Regions from separate parts of the Xenopus tropicalis genome. Here region 1 is linked to region 2. The links are chromatin contacts, called in public Hi-C maps. All regions are on one chromosome and are shown on one strand. The core of a region is the stretch at or near the end of the contact, and the rest is flanking DNA. Distances in the headings are between cores, read along the strand shown.

Region 1 (6,864 bases), core at 3,836-6,335, 85 kb after region 2:
AGTGGGCAAATGACAGAAGTGAAATTCATTAATTTTTTTTTTGTTTACATGAAACACAGATATCAAATCTTACAAAAAATGATGTGATATGTCAATTAGTGCAAAAATGAATACTTATGATAAAATAAACACCCTACATTTTTTTTTCATTATTTAATGGGAAGTTTAAAGAGTAAACCACTTGGGGTGCCAAAATGTTAGGCGACCCCCTGTAATTTTTTTTTATTTATTACTGGTCTCTTTGAGGAGCTCACCACAGAAAAATTTAGCCACTTTCTATTCATTCCTATGGGATTTTTAAAAGCATATCAATGCCTTTCACCCATTGATAAATACACATCTAAAATTCCAGATGAATAGAAAGTGGTTACATTTTTCTGTGTTGAGCACTAACCTTACATTTGAATAAATCTGCCCCTTTAATTTGCCCTTGTCTAATTTACTGCAAGGGCTGCCTGGGAGACAGGAAAGATGTGGTGCTTCTTTAGAAAGTTCACTAGACTGGAACCTGGAATCAACCCCCCACCCCAATGATTTTTAGACAAATTTCTTGTAAACGCACTTGCAGGCGTAAGAGTACATTGGCCATCACTTTTGCAGGTGAAGGGGATTTCATACGATGTAAAACTGCTCCTTCTGCCATTGCCCTAATAATAGCCAAAAACACTTGGTTTGGACTGCAGCAGACTGTAGACTAAGCAAGGAATGCACCATATATATTTGTAATATTGGGTGAGTGCATTTAGATGAAATTATATGCCCACCTACAGTATGGTGGTTAAGAACAACAAGTGGGCTACCAGAATACATAATACTGCAAACCACAACCATTTTGTTTCTCTATTATGTGTAGAAAAACAGAATGACGATAAAGCATCCTGTGTGGACCTACTGCAGCAATCACAAAACGATCCTTTTTTCAAAAGGGTGTAACTATTCTAAATTACATTAAGAGCCACACCAAAATGGCAACAAAATTCATCACTGGAGTTAAATGATTTTCATAGGAAAGTTGGCACAACTTTTCTGCAGCAGAGTTGCTGCACCCAGCATAAACCGGCTCTGAAACATTACTGTGGTTAAGTAATAAAAGGCGGAAAGTTTGCACCAAGTCACCTATAGCAACCAGGTAGGATTTACTCACCTTTTTAAAAGCAAAAATCATATGGGTTGCTATGGGCAAACTTGTGCCTTTTATTACATATGGGGTCAGCACTTCCCTGGCACCTATGTATACATTGCTAGACACAACCATTCCCAGAGAGCTACTCTAAGATTTTTCAGAGTTGTAGCTTTTACCTTCTAACATTTCTCCAGCTGCTTTTGGGCAAGTGAACAGCGCTTTCCTTGGAGGAGCTAAATCTGAAACGCTAAATCCAGATCCAGTAACAGAACTCCCACTTACTCCACCAGCTGAAGAGGATGAAGAGGAGGCAGCCATTCTGCTAAAATCTTTAAACAGATAAAGAAGAATACAATTATATAATTTTGTGCGAGACAGTTGCCATTTTGTTCTAAGCAATGGGACACAGGGTAACTTTGGAGTTTTGTGCTCTGTGTGCCCTGGCTCTTAGATCTACAGCCCAAGAACCAGGAAGTTAGAAACATGGAGTAGCTCCAGTTCCTTAGTTTGCCCTGCTTAGCTCAAGAAAAAACAAAACCCAGGTTAATGCAATAGGCAAAATGTATATTCAGCACTAGTCCTGCTCATTAAACTCATGTTAACCAAGGGGTTATACTGCCCTCGAACAATGAGCCACATCCATTACAAATATTAATTTTGTATCTGAATTTTATACTTTGTGGGGTATTTTACACATTTGGGAGTGTTTATTAATAGGTCCAATAAAATTGTTATATAACCTCACACCCCTACCAAAAACAAAAGATCACCAATGATGACCTTCAGGAAATAGATAATTAAAAAAACGAACATCACACACACAAGATGCTTGTCAGAAAGCAACTTTTGTATTGGTTGTTTTCTTGTATGATTGATGTATGCAGCAATTTACTTTACAATGCAAATGAATTCAGGGGCATTTTAAAATATAATAATTCTGTTTTCCTGATCAAAAACAATCTGCTATTGCTAGCCGTCAACTGGTGTCTTCCTAAAGAGTGTGTGAGGTAACTGAATTATAAAAAAGCCTAAAGCCATGATGAATTTTTTAACAGCGCAACCTGCTGGTCAGTTTCTCTGACTGTACAGTCAGGGAGAACATGTTTAGAAGAAAACAATTCTGTTCTGATGCTCAGGAAAGTGATCAGAAACCTGACATAACCTTTCTTATATCTTTCCTAATCAGAGCAACATCAGAAGAGTTCTGTTTTCTTTTTGAACTTGTTCACCCCGACTGTACAGTTAGAAGAACTGGACAGCAGGTGGCACTGTGTTACAAAATTCAATATATAAGCAGTTCAAAAACAGTTTCATAGCTGCAAAATTCCTTAAAAGAGCACCCTTAATAATTGTACATTAATTTTTAAGGCAAACATATCCCTTAAGTCCAATGTTAAGTGTCCGGCACTAACATACTTACAGATGCATTATTGTGGGGTCTCTTCAGATGTATATACAACATGAAAATACAACACTTTGTGAACCTCAGCTTTGAAAAATGTGAGACTGTACAATGATATGGTAGGAGTATTAAACCACATTAAAGTAAGTCTCCAAGACTAATATTCACAACCTGCCATACAAAAGGATTAATCTGCTTCTCACATGAATCTGTAAAGCAACTCACCTCCAGCTCCTGGCACCCCACTCTCGCGAACACTTCCGGGTGTTGCCCTTGTCAACGTAATTAAGGAGTTACGCACAGTGGACATGTTTGGTTTGTGCCCTGACAAAAGGCAACGGCTTGGCTAAGCGAGGAAGGTGACAGAGCTATATTAAACAAAAAAATTACTTAGGCAACCTCTTCCCAAGCAAAAAAAAAATGATGTAATAATTTGTTAATAGTCTGGAAACTTAAAATGGCTGATAAAATTCAGACCTGAACAGATCACATCGTGCTCCCCTAGAAGAGCCTTGCATATAATACTTCTGTCCCCACCCAGGCAGCTCTGAACAGATCAAATGCACCCCCACAAAAACACTACACATATAACACTGTGCCCCCAAAGTACTGCAGATATCCTTCATCTCCCCGTTTTTACTTTCATCTCTCTCCTATAGACTCATGACACATGGGGTGTTTTCAACCGCCACTTCCACTATGGTGTTTAAAGTGCCAGTCTCTCACTGCTCTTGATGGTAGTAAGTGCATAGCACCCTGGTTGATGCACATGGGGCAGTAACAAGCAAATCTCAGCACAAAAATACTAGCTTAAATATTTCTATTACATATAACCCTGCGCTCCCCCAGTGCCACTTTATTTACCTGTACTCCCCTGGTGATGCTGCACATATTACCCTGCCCTTTCCCTACTGGCCCTGTACATATCAGCACTTTGCACTCCCCCAGGGGCCCTGTACTTATCAGAACCTTGTGCCCCCCAGTGGCTCTGTATATATGAGCACCTTGTGCTCCCCCAGTGGCCCTGTACTTATCAGAACCTTGTGCTCCCCCAGTGGCTCTGTATATATGAGCACCTTGTGCTCCCCCAGTGGCCCTGTACTTATCAGCACCTTGTGCCCCCCAGTGGCTCTGTAAATATGAGCACCTTGTGCTCCCTCAGTGGCCCTGTACTTATCAGAACCTTGTACCCCCCAGTGGCTCTGTATATATGAGCACCTTGTGCTCCCCCAGTGGCCCTGTACTTATCAGCACCTTGTGCCCCCCAGTGGCTCTGTATATATGAGCACCTTGTGCTCCCCCAGTGGCCCTGTACTTATCAGCACCTTGTGCCCCCCAGTGGCTCTGTATATATGAGCACCTTGTGCTCCCCCAGTGGCCCTGTACTTATCAGCACCTTGTGCTCCCCCAGTGGCTCTGTATATATGAGCACCTTGTGCTCCCCCAGTGGCCCTGTACTTATCAGCACCTTGTGCCCCCCAGTGGCTCTGTAAATATGAGCACCTTGTGCTCCCTCAGTGGCCCTGTACTTATCAGAACCTTGTACCCCCCAGTGGCTCTGTATATATGAGCACCTTGTGCTCCCCCAGTGGCCCTGTACTTATCAGCACCTTGTGCCCCCCAGTGGCTCTGTATATATGAGCACCTTGTGCTCCCCCAGTGGCCCTGTACTTATCAGCACCTTGTGCCCCCCAGTGGCTCTGTATATATGAGCACCTTGTGCTCCCCCAGTGGCCCTGTACTTATCAGCACCTTGTGCCCCCCAGTGGCTCTGTATATATGAGCACCTTGTGCTCCCCCAGTGGCCCTGTACTTATCAGCACCTTGTGCCCCCCAGTGGCTCTGTATATATGAGCACCTTGTGCTCCCCCAGTGGCCCTGTACTTATCAGAACCTTGTGCCCCCCAGTGGCTCTGTATATATGAGCACCTTGTGCTCCTCCAGTGGCCCTGTACTTATCAGAACCTTGTGCTCCCCCAGTGGCTCTGTATATATGAGCACCTTGTGCTCCCCCAATGGCCCTGTACATTTCCGCACCCTGTGTCCCCCTGCAGCCCAGTACATATGAGCACCTTGCCCTCCCCCAGTGGCTCTGTACATATCAGCACCCTGCGTCGTCCCCCCAGTGGATTTGTATGTATCACCACTTTGTGCTCCCCCAATGGCCCTGTACATATCAGCTCCCTGTGTCCCCCAATGGCCCTTTACATATCAGTACCCTGCACTCCCCCAGTGGCCTTGTATACATAATCCTGCAGGGCCCTTGCATGAGTGGCCCTTGAAAGAGGGCCTACAGTTATTCACCAGCTGTGTACATATCATCCTGCGCTCCCCCAGGGGCCCTGTATATAACACCTGACATCTCCCAGCAGCCCTATAGATCAGACTCTGCTCCCCCAACATGCAGGTTCCTGTACAGAACTACATTTCCGAGAATCACTGTTGCGATCCCCTTGCCGCACTCCTGCAGCCTCACCTCTAGCAATCCCTTTCTCGTGTTGTACTGCACCTCTCTGCCATTTAAACCCTGCGCCACCACAATCCCACTTTCCGGTTTCCTGTTCCCTTCTCTGGACAGGCCGCAGCAGCTCCACTAATAAGCAGCCCGGATGTCACAGCCACGTGACCGTGTGTGGGAGTGACGTCACACGAGCAATGTGTCAGACTCCCCTGACTGCCAGCCAGCCTGACTGCCTGCTATAGGGCCTCCCAAGCGTCATTACGTCACGTGACATGCCTGCCTCGGAAAGGCTCTGCTGCTGCTGCTGCTGCACATCCGGAAGGAGCCGGGGATCTGATTGTAGAATTGTGGTGGCGCAAGGTTTAAATGGCTGAAAGGCGCAGTTCTACTCAAGAAAGGGTTTAAAAGAGGTGAGGGCTGCAGGGGGAGGGAGGGGGGTCTATAATTTGCTTTGGTAGGTACTGGTAGGTACTGGTAGGTACTTTGGTAGGTACTTTGGTAGGTACTGGTAGGTACTGGTAGGTACTTTGGTAGGTACTGGTAGGTACTTTGGTAGGTACTGGTAGGTACTGTGGTAGGTACTGGTAGGTACTTTGGTAGGTACTGGTAGGTACTTTGGTAGGTAGAGCTGCAGTGTGATATGTACAGAGTGCTGGGTGCCACAGTTTGACTATGTATGAAGTGCCTATGTATGAACTTTTACAAGGTTTTTAGCTGAACTGCTTCGCCCCCTATATTATACAGTAGTAATAAAAAAAATCACACCAATTGTCATGTGGTTTGTGGCATGTTATAGTAAAAAAGTTATTTAAACAAAAAATCAAGTTACTGATATGCGATTTGTGACATAACAGCCCAACATCACTGCACTGCTATAATTAGCATGTATTGCTAACTAATGTTTGGGAAGTTCAGGGCAATATGTGCAATACTAACAAAATAAAAGATTATAATAATAAGTTTACTACAATCTGAATGACCCATATCTGCTTATTTCTGTAAGTTTTTGTCTGCTCTACCTGTTGCATTTCTTTTTACATTTTTTCTTTGTCCTCCTTTTTCTGTTTCTCTGGACATACTCTCAAAGATCTATCAAAGATCTGTTTTTCTGTTTCTCTGGACACACGCTCATCAGACAGGTGGGTTTTTGCCACCCACTCAGTTCCTAAGCCAATGTTTGTATCGTAATGCACACCTATAAAGACCTCTTCTAGAAGGGCCTCATCAGGATGCCAGTTCTGTCGTTGTCCAACAGGATTTTGTCCAACAATTTTCTGATTTGCAAGATAGATACAGTGCCTATAGAAACTATGTACCCACTTGGGAGTTTTCTTGTCATACAACATTGAATCACAGTGGATTTTATATTGTTTTATTACACTGATCAACTGAAATAGACTAGTTAAGGTCAACGTGAAAACAAAGTAATTTAACTTAATTGCAATTAAAAAATAGCCCTTTTAATGTGAGACACCGGAATCCTCACTGTTGCACGTTATATAATAACATACAACATGGAGAAAAAAATAACACTTCAAATTAAATCAGTCATTAACAAATATAGGAAGAAAGTCAGTGACCATGCAAGAAGTTGTTTTATAGGAGTGTGGCAAAAATAAAGTCACTGTTAAAATTTACATCATGTATTTCCCAGTGTTTGCAACAAGGTACATGGGAAACTTTGAAGTCTGCTGGAGGAAGCTGTTATGGTCTTAGGAGTCTAAGTGCCATGTTTGTGTAAGCATTTATATAAAGCTCGTAAAGGTAGAGGTTAGAACAAGTGCAGCAAAGTAAGGCTGATGCCACACGTGGCGTTTTTACGCTGCGTTTTTTCTCACTTTAAAAACGCAGCACAAGCCACACAGCCCTTGACTATGG
Region 2 (7,578 bases), core at 3,116-5,615:
ATGAACTAAAACTTGCCTATAATAAATATATTTCAAATAGAATCACCAAAAAAGGATTCTATAAACAATAGGAGGGCCTAGACATTGGGGAAAGAGGGCGCAAAGATCAGGTAATATAAAGCAAAGAGCAAAGTATTAAACAAAGGCAAGTTTTATGTAAGGTATTGGCTCTGCCCAAGGTCCCATCACACACCAGTAGGATCTATACTTAAATATTCTGCTGGTGTATATGAATGTGGCAGATAAGTTGCTTTCTAATTAATTGCCTTTGTTTTAGGAATATTAGAATGACGAGATATACAGTAAGTAAATATTAAATTAAATATTACTCATAAAAAGTATGAGCAACAAATAACAATGTAATGTGGCTGCTTGCAAACAGAAACAAAACCTCCTGCCATAGTTTTCACAGTGTGGGACCAAGCACTTACATAGAACATGATGAAGCTTTGTACTGTTCTGGGGCAGTGCTGTATTTTGATCTGGTGCCACACTTGGCACTGGACCTTATTTTGCCCCTAGGCTGCGTAAGTGATAACACGTATATGTATGCGCATGAGGTCACTTCCTCTGCGCATGGCGCCTAGTTAAGCACATTCCTATGTAGCGCAAAAGAAGAGCATCTTACCAGAAAGCTGTGTCTGTGTTTAGAATAGACTCCATTTGTGTGTCTGCTTCTGCCTCTGCTCTATTTTCTCCCCATATCCAAGACTAACAAACTTCTCTGTGCACAGATACTGTTCCTCAATTGGTCAGGAGGTTCAATGCTAAAAGCTTTTGTATAATGTCTAATTACAGTAGAGAGCAGCTTTTGTGCATAGTAAAGTTTGTTTTCGGAGGCTTGCAGAGTGGAATCTTGTAGGCACATCTCTACACCAATAGCTCACTTCTGCTCTCAAATCTACCTGTGGTCTTGACAATTTGTGGCCATAGGCAATCGGTCAGTGTTTGGAGGGTGGACAGTATCAGGGGCCACAAAAACCCAAGAGGCCTAAAGCTGGCCATACACGCACCGATAATATTGCACGAAACCTCGTTTCGTACGGTATTCGGTGCGTGTATGGAAAGTCGGCGAGTCGACCAATATTGCAGGAAGCTGCTGATATCGGTGGACTCGCCGATCGGCCAGGTTAAAAGATTTTGATCGGGCGCCATAGAAGGCGCCTGATCAAAATCTGCCTTCGAGGCTGAATCGGCAGAAGGAGGTAGAAATCCTATTGTTTCTATCTCCTTATCTGCCGTTTCAGCCCTGAACGCTTAGTGGGCGATTGTACGATCTTTTCGTACACAAAAGATCGGAAATCGCCACGTGTGTGACCACCTTAAGCCTGCCACAGTAGGGCCCGCTAGGTCCAGGGATTTTCACTGGTGTCCCGGTGGGCCAGTCCAACTCTGGCAAATGAGGTCCTTTGTCCTTAGGTGGCAACTTTCACCTGCCAGTAAATATTGTATAACAAAAAGGGAAGGCTAATGTTTAAATTCTAAGACCATATGATAAATCTCTCTTTATATTTCATATTCTCTATCTGACACCTTTCTTGCAACACTAGGCAGAACACCAGAACATTTTCTCTTTAGTGGATTGTTGCCCCAGCCAATAATCACCCATATCTGTTGGAATTGTTAAATTTGCCAATTTTTTGCTGAACTCTTTTGGAAATGCCTTGGCATGCAGGCCTGAAAGATTTCAGATGAACTAGACATAACCTTAAAAGCAGCAATTGATTTTCTTTGGTCCCAGCTGCTTCAGATATAGTTAATCCGGAAGAACTGTGGTTTGCACTTAGAACAACATGTTAGAACTGTACATAGCAGCAAAAGGGAACAAGCCCTCATTTCTCTTATATTTCCTTTCTCACTTTTTCTCTCTTGGTTGAGAAAAAGTCTTTAAAGGAGAACTAAAGCTTAACAAAGTAGAATGGCAGAAATGTTGTACATTACAGTATGTTTGGGCCCTTAGGCAACCACAGTCGCTTAGCAGAGCAGATCTGTGCCTCCAAAGATGCCCTAGTAGCCCCCCATCTTCTTTTCTGCTCATACACTGCCCATGCTCTGTGCTGCTGTCACTTACTGAGCTTAGAGACTGATTTACAATATACTGTATATACAGAATATAAATATAACAATATAAATCTGATTAGTAATTAATTCAGATTCTCATTTGAGACAAGTGCAGTAAGCATTATAATTTTATAATCAGCCTTATACGACAGGCGAACTACATTTTCTGCTTGATAATTTGCTATTACCCCTAAGCTTAGCTTATCAACAGCTCCCAGAGCTCACTGACCATGTGAGTGTCACTGACACTCCTAACAAAATCCAAAATGGGGAGCTCCTGTGCATAACTTTAAATACCTGGATCATTACTACTATAGAGATACCGAACCGTAAAGGGGTTGTCCACCTTTTTGACAAAGCAAAAAATTCCAAAATAATAAATAATGAAGACCAACTGAAAAGTTGCTTAGTACTGGCCATCCATTCAATAACATACTAAAAGTTAACTTAAAGGTAAACCACCCTTTTAAGGCTGGTTCACTAAACTCAGTGTATAAAATATGGCATTTCTAGATATATTGATTTTTATGGGTTTAGTTGTCCTTTAAAGTGGATTTTACTTCATATAAAAAATATTTCCCCCAAATATGGCAAACTTGTATTTTTAATAAACTAGCATTAAATGATATCTACAACCCCTTTAACCTTTTACAACCATATGGTAATAATAGGGATAAATAAATTACTCCTATATGCAAAATAATTTAATAGACATATTAGGAAAAGCGAATGTTCTTACAAATCATATTATTTTTCATTGCTAATATTTTTGGATGTGACTATACAACAGAAGATGACAAGAAGGGACACTTAACTAGTGGCAAAATATAACAATTCATATTTTCTAATCACAAAGTTGGACCCCTTAACCTTTACTAAGAGGTGGGCCAAGACTCACAGTCGCAAGAATAACCTAGTTCTAGAACGTTGCACTCTCTATTTAATCCAGGTCTAATCCATGGCCATATTTCTATACAGGGTATCTATAAATAGGAAAGTAGATGCTTTTAATATTCCCCCCAGCTGCTGCCAGACATTTGTGGCTAAATATGGCATCCGAGCTGAGGGGGTACACCTCTCCCTCCTGTAACTCAAAGGATTGTTTGCACATATGCCCATCAGGGAAGTGGAAGGCCAGTGCCTAGGGCAGCACTGGGCATAAATACAACCATGGTCTATCCCAGCAAACTACTTGATTAGTATAACCCCTGACCAAGACATACTTCTTACATCATTTACATGTAACAAATTCAAAATCACTTTTTGGCTGCATTATTATACCTTGTAACAGAAGCAGGCATTCCACATAGCCTTTGTCTAGAAAATTCTGCAATACCAGGGTGAATAAGTTTGCTAATGTCAATCCTACGGAACCCAGCACTACATATTTATACATTTCCAACCATTGTTGTTGTAAGAAGCTCAAGGTTTTGTGTTGCAACTGGGCCAACTGCAAACTGAACACAGTTGGTACATTTATAACAAAACACCTTGAGAAAAAGATGTAATTAGTTTAGAAATAATATTGTCAGCTACACCAAAATTCATAAGGGTCCTTATGAGGGCCCTTACAAGTATCTCCAGTTCTTTTGGTGAGTGACCAAACCCTGGTGTCTTACCAGATGGGAGATCCCTGAGTATTAAATATTTGCCTCTAACTTTCAGACATAGATATGACTTATTTATCACAGGGGTGAAGGCAATGTTTAATCCATCACAAGGGATAGAACAAAGTTTACACTAGCTATCGGCAAGGCACAAGTGCTTAATACTCCAGTGTTTTACTTATGGTAAGTCCATAGTCCACCCTCTTCTTCCTTCCGAATATTGATATAAAAACCATTCATAATGTGACTGTTTATATATGCAGTATTACATATAATAGGTTAGCAATCAAAACAAATTATTTCTGAAAGCAAAGTTGTTAAGGACTACTAGAAGCAGGGGTTCATTATTATTATCATTTATATTAAGGCTGCATAGAGAGACTAGTCATTCACAATGGTCTAATTTTCCTTTTCCACAGTTACATACATGTGGATCAGGGTTGAAGTATATTCCTGCCAGCATATCTTTTACAATATATTCATACAAATGTATGTTCATACAAATATACAAGACCCCAGATATGTGATACAAATATCTTTGTAACTGCAGTAAAAATGAATGAAGCTTTTGCTTAGGCCATTTATCCAGAGTAGCATGAAAAGCTTGTCTGGGGATTCTGCTTGTGGTTAAGATCTGTACAGATAAGAGTACTTTATGCAGATCCCCACATCTAATTCACCTTAATGTGCCCCAAGGCACAACACTGCAGCAAAACAAAAGGTGGAATCGCAGGCTATGGTGTTCTTATGTCCAGTGAATTCTGTTTAATACAGGTCTGCAGGACTCAGTGCTTAGACCTTATTCTTATGTTTAAGATTATGCTCTGATCTCCTGACACCTCGGACTCATTTGTATCCCTGGATAAGCACCTACCCTTTGTTATGAAAAATTTCTCAAGCATTTATTTATAGAAGTTAGCTAGTGCGCACACAGATCAGCGACAGATCAGCCCACTAAGAAATCACTTACAATCACTCATGATAGTGGCGCATTGTGCTTTTAATCTCAGCAATCTGGGGAAAACCACATCTTTAAACCACTGACAGATACTTCTGATGGAACTGTGCTTCCTCTGACATATGGGAAATATTATTGCAAAATAGTCAACGTCCTTGGGTGAAATTTGCAGTGATTGTATTCTTGTCTGTGGGGGTTATGGCTCTCTGAAATCATTTCCGATAGTGAGAGAATATGGAATTCCTCTTTTTCTTTTTTAAGATGAGTACTTTTCACTGGGAAACCACCAGTGGAGGTGTCCTGGTGGTGATAACCATGATGAGGGATTCGTCATAGACATCAGCAGCAGAAATGCACCCCAAATAGATGGTGTTGATGATGTCAGGGGTGGGGCTATGTCATTATGGGGTGGAGCTATATCATAAGGACAGGGTTAATGCATCAGACTCAATTAGGTGGAACTGTGCTGGTTTTCAGAATGATGAAATCCGGACAGAAAGCTTTAAACAGGACAGCCCCTTGAAAAACCGGGTTATTCAGTTCAAAACCGGAAGGGTAGCAACCATTTAACTGAACCAAAAGTCCTAAAAGTTGTTGAATGCATACCTTGGCCATCTTCCTATCTGACTGCAGTAGGTCTTTCCAAATGTTTTCTGCTGGTAGCACAAGGTGGGTTATCAGCCTGAAAGAACAGATAAGTGCTGTGTAGGTATACATGAGGTGTGAACTTATCCAGCTTTTAGGCCCACATGGCTATTGCTTGAATCAGACCGTGTTGTCCAATGTTTTTAAATGTGCGTACCCTTGTTAATGGTATATTAAAGGACATGTTAACCCAAAAATTATTTTTTGACTAATAAAAGACAATATAATTCTAAGCAACTTTGCAATATACATTCATTCAACATTTGTAATGGTATTTAAATTGCCTAGGGCACAACAGGTACCTGTGTTGCCAACCCCTAGTCCGGGATCTCTTACCCCCGCTGCTGAGTTCCTGATTGCTCTCCCTCAATGACGCGCATGTATGCGTTCATTCAATCGGGGGGGGGGGTCTGGGAAGCAGAGATGGGAGCAAGGTGACCCTGCCGGCTTGGCCCACCTCTGTGATTATGTTTTCTTTTATTAGGCAAAAAATGATATTTTGGGTATAGCTTGACTATAAGTTTAGCCCATAAAGTCTAAAAATGTACTGCATGCGTACAGATTGCTAAACCAGTTGAATAAGAAGTTCAAATAGACTCTAACAGAGTGGGCAGTTGCCTTTAGTTGCCCTTTTAGATGTAGAGACCAGTATTATCTGATCATAGCCCACCAGCTGAGTTCTAATGTGTATGCTGTATGCTGTCTGTATGTATGTGTTTATGCTGTATGTATCTGTTTATGCTTTATGCTATAAATACTGTTTTTAGGAATTTCAGTTTGAAAGGGAGCATATGACAAGAACATTATGTAACAAGTACATTTCAGATTATAAAACGGTGTACTTGAAATCCACAATACTGAATTAAAACAAATATTTGCATAATACTTTGTGTAAAGCCTACATGATGTTTGCGCATAAGACCAGATTTCATAGATCCAGTTGCTAGAATTTGCAGTCAGCAACATATTTTTTTATTGGTGATTTTCCATTATCTAAATTTAATAAGCCCTTTATTAGCTGCAGTCTGACTAGGGTTGGCTAATGCCATAATTTGTTTTAAGCCTGATCAGAAGCTGCTAAATATACATTTTGCCAGTTCTCATTGGCATCAATAGGAAGTTCCAAGAGTCCCCTGCACCAGCAATGTAAGTGCAGTGAGGAGCTACTGACCACTCTTCCCACTATCAACAGGATATGACCCACAACAATTAACAGAAGTTTTGACTGTTGCTACTTATATAGGAAATAAACATGCCCATGTACCATGACTCAAAGCCTTAATATAACTTATTCCTGACCACCTAATAGGACCCACTTGAGCTGTAGTTTGTGTCTTGGCATGTAAAAGAGATTTCTCTAATAACTAATCTTGAACCCAAACATTTATAAAATGATGAAAAAAATAGAACAGTAGACAAGTAGAACAGTTTAAAAGAGAATCAACTGCAAAGAGATTGCCTAGGGGTTATTGTCTTGCTGACTGACAAGCCAACATAAAAAAGGATATTGTTCTACAGAATACCATTAGTGAAAAGGTTAAATTCAGCCACTGCAGAAATCCTTTTCACCTTGTTTACGAGTTGGTCCATATGACTTGCAATGACTTCTCTGCTATGTTGTTTGCCTAGAAACCCTGAAGCACCACACTCTTAATATACTGAGTGTGTCTGTGACAGCTTTCTCTGCACCTAGGACTAACTGCACGTACAAGGGCTCAGTTTATACCTCTCCCCACTCTCAAGAAACTGAGGGCTGTTATTAATCTGCATGATACAGAAGTATTCAGATCGGCATGTCACACATCTGCTATTGATAGAATAGTTTGTAGTTTTACCCCCCCCTCCCCGCGGATATGGTTGAATATATAACCACAACAACTATTTAAACAAATATATGTATATATATATATCATATATCATCGTTTTTCAAGATAAATAGAGTTTTAAATATGTGAAATAACCATAGAGTATTTAAACTGAAATGGAAAAATGTAAAATCCAACTGTGTACATGTATATTGCACAGGTTAAAAAACAGGTGACAAATAAAATTATGAAACAGTTAACCAATGTCTCTTTCCCTGCCGGCTGGTTCCACACACTCAGATACACGCAGCGCACGACTCCCACATTACCCACGTGATGATTCATAATTACATGTAAGCAAATACCATTCATCCAACCATTTCCGCACTCAGGTTTGGAACGTGCAGGCTTATTTTTTTAGTTGATCAGCAGTAACTAACAATCTATGTATGCATATATGGTTTTAAATATGAATAAATACCAGATTCTGATTTTTTTTTAT

Evidence for each region. A called contact is a pair of places that touch in the nucleus more often than the background predicts.
Region 1: a Hi-C map of neurula embryo shows a contact between it and region 2, with 2.3 times the contacts expected there. The contact joins the promoter of anapc16 here to the enhancer-like site in region 2. A contact is called at or near these places in 5 of 5 Hi-C or Micro-C datasets (brain, gastrula embryo, liver and 2 more).

What each region holds. Positions count from the first base shown.
Region 1 is chr7:41,058,781-41,065,644 of UCB_Xtro_10.0, forward strand. anapc16 (anaphase promoting complex subunit 16) reads right to left here and starts at 5,086. Exons shown (of 5, transcript NM_001004873.1): 1 at 5,002-5,086; 2 at 2,751-2,893; 3 at 1,300-1,452. The coding sequence starts at 1,441. It overlaps ascc1 (activating signal cointegrator 1 complex subunit 1), which reads left to right and starts at 5,326. Exons shown (of 10, transcript NM_001102901.1): 1 at 5,326-5,396.
Region 2 is chr7:40,974,801-40,982,378 of UCB_Xtro_10.0, forward strand. No RefSeq gene overlaps it. Among named protein-coding and RNA genes, the nearest start is that of ddit4, 18 kb to the right of the region's middle. Within about 2 kb of position 4,366, at least 3 of the 11 cell types and tissues checked have an H3K27ac peak or open chromatin away from gene starts, as enhancers often do. A contact at or near this core is called in liver and neurula embryo, where this site is marked.